Linked DNA regions of Mus musculus: region 1 is linked to region 2. The links are chromatin contacts, called in public promoter capture Hi-C maps. All regions are on one chromosome and are shown on one strand. Each heading gives the region's core, a stretch centred on a gene start, on an enhancer-like site or on the middle of the called end of the contact. The rest is flanking DNA. Distances are from core to core; before and after follow the strand shown.

Evidence for each region. Promoter capture Hi-C pulls out the DNA fragments that hold promoters and counts their contacts.
Region 1: a promoter capture Hi-C map of the 3T3-L1 cell line shows a contact between it and region 2, with 4 times the contacts expected there. The contact joins two enhancer-like sites. A contact is called at or near these places in 18 of 39 promoter capture datasets (the 3T3-L1 cell line, 3T3-L1-derived adipocytes, the C10 cell line and 13 more), 2 of 15 datasets of contacts at CTCF or cohesin (both in the NIH/3T3 cell line), 4 of 484 Hi-C or Micro-C datasets (the C2C12 cell line, brown adipocytes, female germline stem cells and 1 more), 3 of 115 datasets of contacts at active chromatin or transcription factors (the NIH/3T3 cell line, embryonic stem cells and pancreatic cancer cells) and 1 of 9 other capture datasets (embryonic stem cells).

Annotation. Positions count from the first base shown.
Region 1 is chr8:18,712,752-18,716,921 of GRCm38.p6, reverse strand. The region is part of intron 12 of Mcph1 (microcephaly, primary autosomal recessive 1); the gene reads right to left. Angpt2 (angiopoietin 2) reads left to right here. Exons shown (of 9, transcript NM_007426.4): 2 at 2,686-2,841. Among named protein-coding and RNA genes, the nearest start is that of Angpt2, 27 kb to the left of the region's middle. Within about 2 kb of position 2,496, at least 12 of the 459 cell types and tissues checked have an H3K27ac peak or open chromatin away from gene starts, as enhancers often do. A contact at or near this core is called in pancreatic cancer cells, where this site is marked.
Region 2 is chr8:18,617,440-18,621,297 of GRCm38.p6, reverse strand. The region is part of intron 3 of Mcph1 (microcephaly, primary autosomal recessive 1); the gene reads right to left. Among named protein-coding and RNA genes, the nearest start is that of Gm25763, 5.3 kb to the right of the region's middle. Within about 2 kb of position 1,522, at least 122 of the 459 cell types and tissues checked have an H3K27ac peak or open chromatin away from gene starts, as enhancers often do. A contact at or near this core is called in pancreatic cancer cells, where this site is marked.

The sequences.
Region 1 (4,170 bases), core at 1,247-3,746, 95 kb before region 2:
GAAGCGGATGCCAAAGGTCCAAGCAAAGCAGGGGTATGTGAAGCCTTACATGTGGAATCAGAGCCAGGCCCCTCTGCCAGGGTCCTGGGCCTGTTGTTGGTAAGAGCAGCCAAGTAAGGGTGACAAGAAAGGGCGCCCATGGAAGAACAGCTCTATTTATTCCCTCTTCCTTTGGGCTGACTTCTTATACCAGGATGGCTCTCCCAGAGCAGATTACTATATGCCTGGGTTGCAGTCACAGGGGTTAAAGACAAGGAACACTGACCAGAAAGACATCCCAGGGTGACCAATTAGAAAAGAATGAATTTACACATGTCCAGAGACAGGCCGGTTTCAAGGTCTATCTGTGTACGTGGACCAACTCAGAGTTTCACGTCTGGAGTTAGTCTCAGGTTCTCAACGATTGTCATGATTTGTAGAAAGGCTACCTTCATTTGGAAACGTCTGTCTTCACATTGTCCTATCAACAACCGCAGCCTTCCCATCTCAGAATCGGCACTAGTCTTGGCGAGGAAAGGCAGAGTCTTTTGTCATGACAGTTGTTGGAGACATGGCTGGTGTTGATCGTTTTTGATTCTGGGCTTCCTTTTCTTTTTAAGGTGCTGAGGATGGCACTTGGGGCCTTGCACACGCTAGCCAAGCACTTCCCTACCAAACTAGCCTCCCTGCCCTAAGTGTAGGCTTTCTTGTTCAGAATGGCCATCAGCTGCGTGGAGGCGGTCTGTTTTTAAGCAGCACAAAACCCAGGATGGCATAGAAGGCTCCAGCCAACTCTGAGCTCTATCACTTCTGGCTGGAGCATACGTAGGAGCCTCAGGGATGCGCTCACACTGGGCTTGTGTGCTCTAGCTCTCAGTCACTCAGAGCCCATGGAAACACGAGAGTGGCCGAGATGTGGCACGCCACAAACAGACCTTCACCATTACAGCGGGGCTTGCTGCAGCGCAGCCAATGGCTTCTCAGAACTTTAATTTCAGTCCCTCTTTGCAAAATGGGTCACATGATGTTACTGTTTGTGGGTCACTTTCTCCACCCTGAAAATTTCAAGTTACTGACAGGCTCGAGTATCATAAAAGGAATAGCATTTGTTACCTTAGCACTGCATGCAGGGTATCCATGCCCACGGCTCTCTCTCCCTCCTCCTCTCTCAATCTCTAACCTCTTAGGATTTCTTGTCTTCAAGCTTAGCTTTAGAATGAGAAGAGGGAAGCCGAGATCTTCGTGTACACTAGGCTTGTAAACTGTTGTTTCTGAGCATAGATGCAAACTGCAGTTCACGGCCTCTTCCTAGTTTGAGACTCCTAGAATGCATCTCTGTAAATCATCTCTTTGCTCGGTGTGGACAGGAACTAAGCATGAAGCTCTAGATGACTTGGCTGTGACCCTGTCTCATACATGTAAACTGCTGCCCACTCAATCCTATAGGCAGGCTATTCCAATTCACCAAAAGCCAAAGCAGAGGGAAAAGGAATCTGTTAGGAAGGCACTAGACTAAGATTTGGGGACAGGCCTGCTGAGGGTCAGCAGAGGCCAGCACACGAGGGCAGATCGCTTGCTGCATGCAGCTATTGCAGCTTTACAGTAGTGTAGGCTTCGCCTTCATGCTTTCATAAATGACCAGAGAGTGTTACAATGTGTCACACTGCTGGAGTCAATAGTTGCTCAATAACCAAAGGACATCGGTCAGCAAGGAGTGAGTGCTAGCTAGCCAGACAGACTGTGTGGGGGGTGGGAGGCCCACGGACAGGGCAATGTCGAGAGCAAACACACAGCGGGAACCACAAATTTATTACAGTTCAGACTAAGAATCCATGGGCTGCATGGCACCCGTCATGGGACACAAATATGGTCCCACCCACAAGGAAGCCCTTGAACACTCAGAGAAGAACCCTCCTCCCCCTAAACTACTTTGCTACTTAAAAAAAACCAAAAACCAAAAAAGAACCCAAGAAACCAAACAACTAGGTGAATTTTTAAAAAATTATTTATTTTATCTTATGTACATTGGTGTTTTGCCTGCATACATGTTTGTATGAGGGTGTTGGATCCCTGGAACAGGAATTACAAACAGTTGTGAGCTGCCATGTAGGTGCTGGAAATTGAACAATCGGTGCTCTTAACCATCTTAGCCATCTCTCCAGCCCCCACTTCCTTAACTCTTAAAGGCAGACGATAGAATCACCGGTTAATGTTTTAGGAGGAACTTTGATGACTGACTCTGTAAATACAATGGTCCTCTGTAGAAACTGTCAAATATAAAGAAAGACACTAGAAACAGCTCTCATATTCAGCTTAATGTAAAAACACTATATGTTTACAGGAAGAATAAAGACAATTTTTGTTCTTGAGCTATAATTTGGGACAATTAATAGCTTTCATTACTGGATTACCATTTTAAGAAGAAAAACAAATATTTAAGCGCTGAGTAGCGCATCCACAATGGTGCAGGGGCATGGCCTCCCCCTTGAGGTCGTCAACTGACCTCCTGGAAATGCTGCTACCTTACATTCAAGGAAATCAGTGTCCAAAAGGCCAAGGGTCAAGCAACAGAGCGAGTGCCTCTGGCACAGAGCCACCTTACTAAACTGTAAATAAATAATGTTTTAGATAAGAAGGCAAATGACAAATATTTAGGAACCAGGCTTCTAGCCATATGACTAATGACCGTCATGTGCTCCTTCCTAGCTGGAGAATTACATTCAGGACAACATGAAGAAGGAGATGGTGGAGATCCAACAGAATGTGGTGCAGAACCAGACAGCTGTGATGATAGAGATTGGAACCAGCTTGCTGAACCAGACAGCAGCACAAACTCGGAAACTGACTGATGTGGAAGCCCAAGTAAGTGGGAGGCGAAACCCCTGGGTACAGCAGCTAACACACCATGTGCCTGTGGCTGGCTGTACAGTCTGACAATGGAAAGCTACAGACACTGGCTGTGGAGGAAGGGATTGGCTTCAGCACCACAGGGTTAAAGAACAGTTAGGACTTTGAGAAGCCAACGGGTTTTCATTTTCACAGCTGTGGCTAAGTTTAATTTATTCTATCAGGGCCCTTCTATCTGTTTGCATGTTATCCACAACTTAATACTCCAAGAAAAGTTTCCTTTGCTTTATTGGCCTCTTCTAGACTCTAGATAATATTCTTCATGTCCAAGTTCTGCTCTCTATATTTGAAAACTAGAAACCATGAAGCAGAGATCTGGAAACTTTGTTCTTAAATCTAACCCTAGATTCCTGTTTATGGAATGGATTCATAACGGAAGTAGTGACAGAGCAGGGTGGCAGCCTGCAATGGCACAGACAGGGCATGCTCCAGAGCCAAGAGCCCCAAGGGAGAGTGAATCTGGTCAGGTGTTCAGTTTCCTGTAGGTTGGCTTCCTGAGCCCTGATCAGATCATACTTCGTAGAAGCTTCAGAAGTTAGTATTATCGTGCTCGGAGGTATATTAATCCTTTAAAAACAAGAGGGTCCGCACTGTAAACCACCCCAGTATTCAGCGCCGCATCAGCTGCTTTAGCTAAGAGGACCAAGTGCTAGATTTCAGCGTAAGACAACAGGTCTCGTATACATGAAACCACAGGTTTTAAAGCCCGAGACAAGGCCAGCATGGTGACAACGACCTTCCAGAGCCTCTCTAAAGCCTGATTTTATAGAGAAAACAGTAGATTAAAACGTGCCATGGAAAACAGAGTAAGGAAATTATTTGGTTATCATCTTTCAACAACATCAGGCATTTAGGAACAATATGAAGAAACACGTTTTCCACAGTTCACAAGGCACCAAGATTTAATCCTCCTTGTTAAAAAATGTTAACATGAAGGGATATAATAGGTTAGAAAGAAAACAATCCATGTATCAAGCCAAGTGATAAAATAAAGTAGTAATGGTTAAGTGACATTCCACAGCTTTTGACATAACTGGCTATCATGCTGTTCCAACAGATCCAGTAAGGACAATGCAGCATTTCTTGTTTTTTTTCTGATACAAGCAATAAAATGTTAGGACACAGAACAACTATGTAAACCTTTGTAACATCCTGTGTAAGATCACAGGATTTAAAAAGTGCTACTATGAAGTTAGACATCCTATGACTGAGGCTAACAGGAAAACAGGCCAGGGATGGAGAGAAAACAGCTGCAGGGTCCAAATAAACAGGTCAACACGGGTG
Region 2 (3,858 bases), core at 273-2,772:
TGAGTAGAGCCTTGTGGGTACTGGGAATTGAGCCCAGGTCCCCTATAAGAACAGCCAGTGCTCTGAGCCATCTCTCCGTCCTGCATAAATATGTTTTCATGGTCTTGCTTTGACTTTGATAGTGTACGATAATAATTATTCTGTGCATAGCCCAGTCTCTCCTCTCATTCCTACCTCATTTCCTCTCTTCTCCACACCCTCCTCCTCTTAACTGACCCTCTGTAGCTATAATCTATCCTGTTGATCCTCACGGACACAGGCCCATCCTTTCTATCTAATCTCACTCACTACTTCCCCAGTCGATCTAGCTCATCCCTGTCCTTATGGCCCACCTTAGTGTCTCTACACCTACCAGCCCTTATGGCCCACCTTAGTGTCTCCACATCTACCAGCCTATCTCCCTGTCCTTATGGTCCACCTTAGAATCTCCACATATACAGCCTACCTCAGCTTCACCATCTCTAAACAGTTACTGAAGTTACAGGAATGACTTGTAATAATAATAATAATAATAATAATAATAATAATATTTACAAAATTACAATGTTTGCAGCAAGCCTCTCTGGCAGTTGTGGCTGCTGCCATCTGTCTATAGATAGTTCACAACACTCACAATCCACTAGGAAGGAATGACACTTCCATCTTCCTACAAACCAGTCCCACTTGAGCATGTATATATTTCAAGTGAAAGAATACAAACTATAAATCCAGGCATGGTGCTTCACGCTTTTAATCCCAGCACTCAGGCAGAGGTAGAGTGAGTTCATAGTCAACCTGGTCTACAGAGCAAGTTCCAGGTCAGCCAGAGTTACGTAATGAGACCCTACCTTAAAAGAGGAATGGACTTTTAGAAAGAACAATAAGACAAGAGAGGTAAATAAAAAGAATACAAGTAGCATAGGAAGAAGTCAGTGTTCTTATTTCTAGAAGATATTATCTATTAAGGAACCATAAAGCCTCCAGCATAAATGCCCTGATAAACATGTTAGCAAAGTGACAGATACAAAATCAACATAAAAACCAAATAAGTAACTTTCCTACATACCACCAATGCTTTGAGAAAGATCAGGCAGACAACCCCAGTTATGAGAGACCATCACACAGAGTTCTGGTCTCCCTGCGGACATTTTGCTATGCTTAAGAGCTGACCTCCTGCCCCTGCAGGTTCTATCTAAGGAAAGAGGTATTGAAGGAAGTGTCACAAATAGGTCACCCAAACAATAGGTTTCAGGAGCAAGAGAGTACCCAAGGGACCACTGAAGATTGACAGTAACAGAGTAGGCACAACAGGGCCCTGAGATAATAACTAAGCAATGTTTAGGGAATAAAACAGGTTTTGTCATCTGGGTTAAACGACAGAACAAGTGCACGATTTTCTCTTCGTCCACCAGATCCCAATAAAATAACAGTAAAAGAAAACAAATGGGACATAAACTAATGAAAACAAGGAGTGGGTAAGAGCTGCCTGCAGAACTGGAAAGTAACCAACCAAACAAACAAAAGGAAGTCCAGGCCTAGCAGAGGTGCAGAAGTCAAGGACTCCAGGTCCTCCCCAGCGGGAGTGGGGAGCACAAGAGAGAGGAGCAGGTGAGCATGTCTGGACATGGGTGCCTAGAAACACCCACTCTCCTAACACCAGGGTGGAATTCTTATGTCCATGTGAGATAACTAGAAGCCAAGAGCTTTGGACATTGGGATGGCAGGCAGCACAGGAGGAAGGGAAAAAGCTCTATGTGACAGGAACTGTATCCATGGTGGACACAAGATCCAACTACCTACTTCCTATCAGAACTGCAAGCAGAAGCCACTGGCTTGTACAGTGGTATAAAAAGAAAGAACATTTGTGAGCAAAAGATGCATACACGTTGCCTGTGGGAGCAGGGTACTCTGAGGGGGACTGGTTAAAGACAAATTTCCTGTGGCTGGAGAGACGGCTGGCTGTTAGTGCAGTGCTGCTCTTGCAAAAGACCTGGATTAGTCACTGGGTGACTCATAATCATCTATAGTGTAACTGTACAGTTCCGGGGATGATGCACTGTTCTGGCCTCTGTGGGCACCGTATGCACACGGTACACATATATGGGCTGACTACCTTCTACCCTGTGATAGTTACTATGAACTAACAGCTCAGCACCCAGGAGACAGGCTCCTAGGCATGTCTGTAAAGGACTGTCTAGAGTAAGGCAAGAATATCTTGCCTTGGATGAAACCATTCACTGAGAAAGAGATCCTGGACTGCATAAAACAGGGAGGAGCAGAGCTGAGTACTATTAACACATGTACATTCAATGTTCCCTGCTCTTGACCATGGATGGAACAGAACCAATTCTCTCATCCACCTGCTGCAGTGACATGACTGCCATGATGCTATAACCTGGAATTGTGAGTCCAATAAGCATTTTGCTTGTGCGTGTGTTGTGTGTGTTCCTGTGTGCTCATGCATATACTCTCATACAATCAAGCACTATTTGATCAGAAAAAGGAAGCAAATAAAAGGGACAACAGAACAGATTTTGCTAAGAAGCAGCTTCAGGCATTGCCAAACTATATAGCTGCATTTATACAAAAATACCCAGAACTGGAAAACTATAAAGGCAGGAAGTGAATAAACAGCTGCTGAGGCTTCAGACGTGGGAGTGAGAGCTAAAGGGTGCAGGCTTCAACTCCAGGTACAAAATACTTTAAAATTGTGGAGATGGCTGTACAACTCTTTGAGTATGTTTAAAAGCAGTAAATTGTATAGTTTAACTGAGAAAATTATATGGTATGTAAATTAGAACTTACGAAAGGCTGCTATGTATCCACTCTTAATTGCTAAATTCAGATGATGGACAAATCCCAAGTGTGGGTGAAGGCATGGAACAAAAGAACACTCACACTGCTAGAGGAACATAAAACCATGCAGCCACCTTGTTTGGGTGATAAACCACGAGAAATGAAAACACAGAAAGGCACAAACACAAATCTCCATAACAACTTCATTCATAGTAACCAAAAATGGGAAACCGTTCACATTTCCACCACTGGCAAATGCACTGTGGTATGCACATGCAATGGATACTACTTGGCTAGACAAAGGAAACTATTACTGCATGAAACATGAAGAAATCTCTAAACTATCATTCAAGTGGAGGAAGCCAAACAGTCCATGCGAGAAGAGTCCATCTGCCTGAAATCCTACATCAAGGAATGAACTGCCTACAGAATCCAGATCACAGGCTGCTCCAGGCTGAAGGATGGGGAGAAAGGTGCTGACTTCAAAGGGGCGGGCGGTGTTACTCTGGCATATAAAACCCCAGTCTTTTGACTTTGGTGATTATGAGATAACAAACCAATCTATAAACTCAAAGGGGACATTTAAAGACAGTGTCTGGCATCGTACCCCAGGTTGTTTGGAACAAGCCAGAAGGCCTAAGCTGGCCTTAAACTCTGTGATCCTCCTGTCTCAGCCTCCCAGATCCTAGTGTTACAGACATGAGCCACCACACTTGATTTAAGCCACACTTTTACAAAGCTGCTTTTAAGAAAGGCCCACATTTAAGCCTACAGAAGCCCACAGCTTCAGAATGGTCCTACCAGGAGAGCTGGATGCACTGACTCGCGCTGACGACCCCAACACTGGGGAGGCAGAGGCACAAAGACTGCTGAAGGCCAGCCTGAGATACAGTTAGATGGTGAGAGGAGAGAAGGTGGGAGATGATAGGAGAGAAAGGGAGAAAGAAAACAAGAAAGCCCAGTGAGAACGGTGAGAAAGGAGCAGGAGTTAAGTGTATCGTATGTGCCTCTTTTCTAGCACAGTTACGAGTTTAACAGAGTAGTTCGTACCAACTTGTTCTACTGAAGAGCAAAAGGAGATGG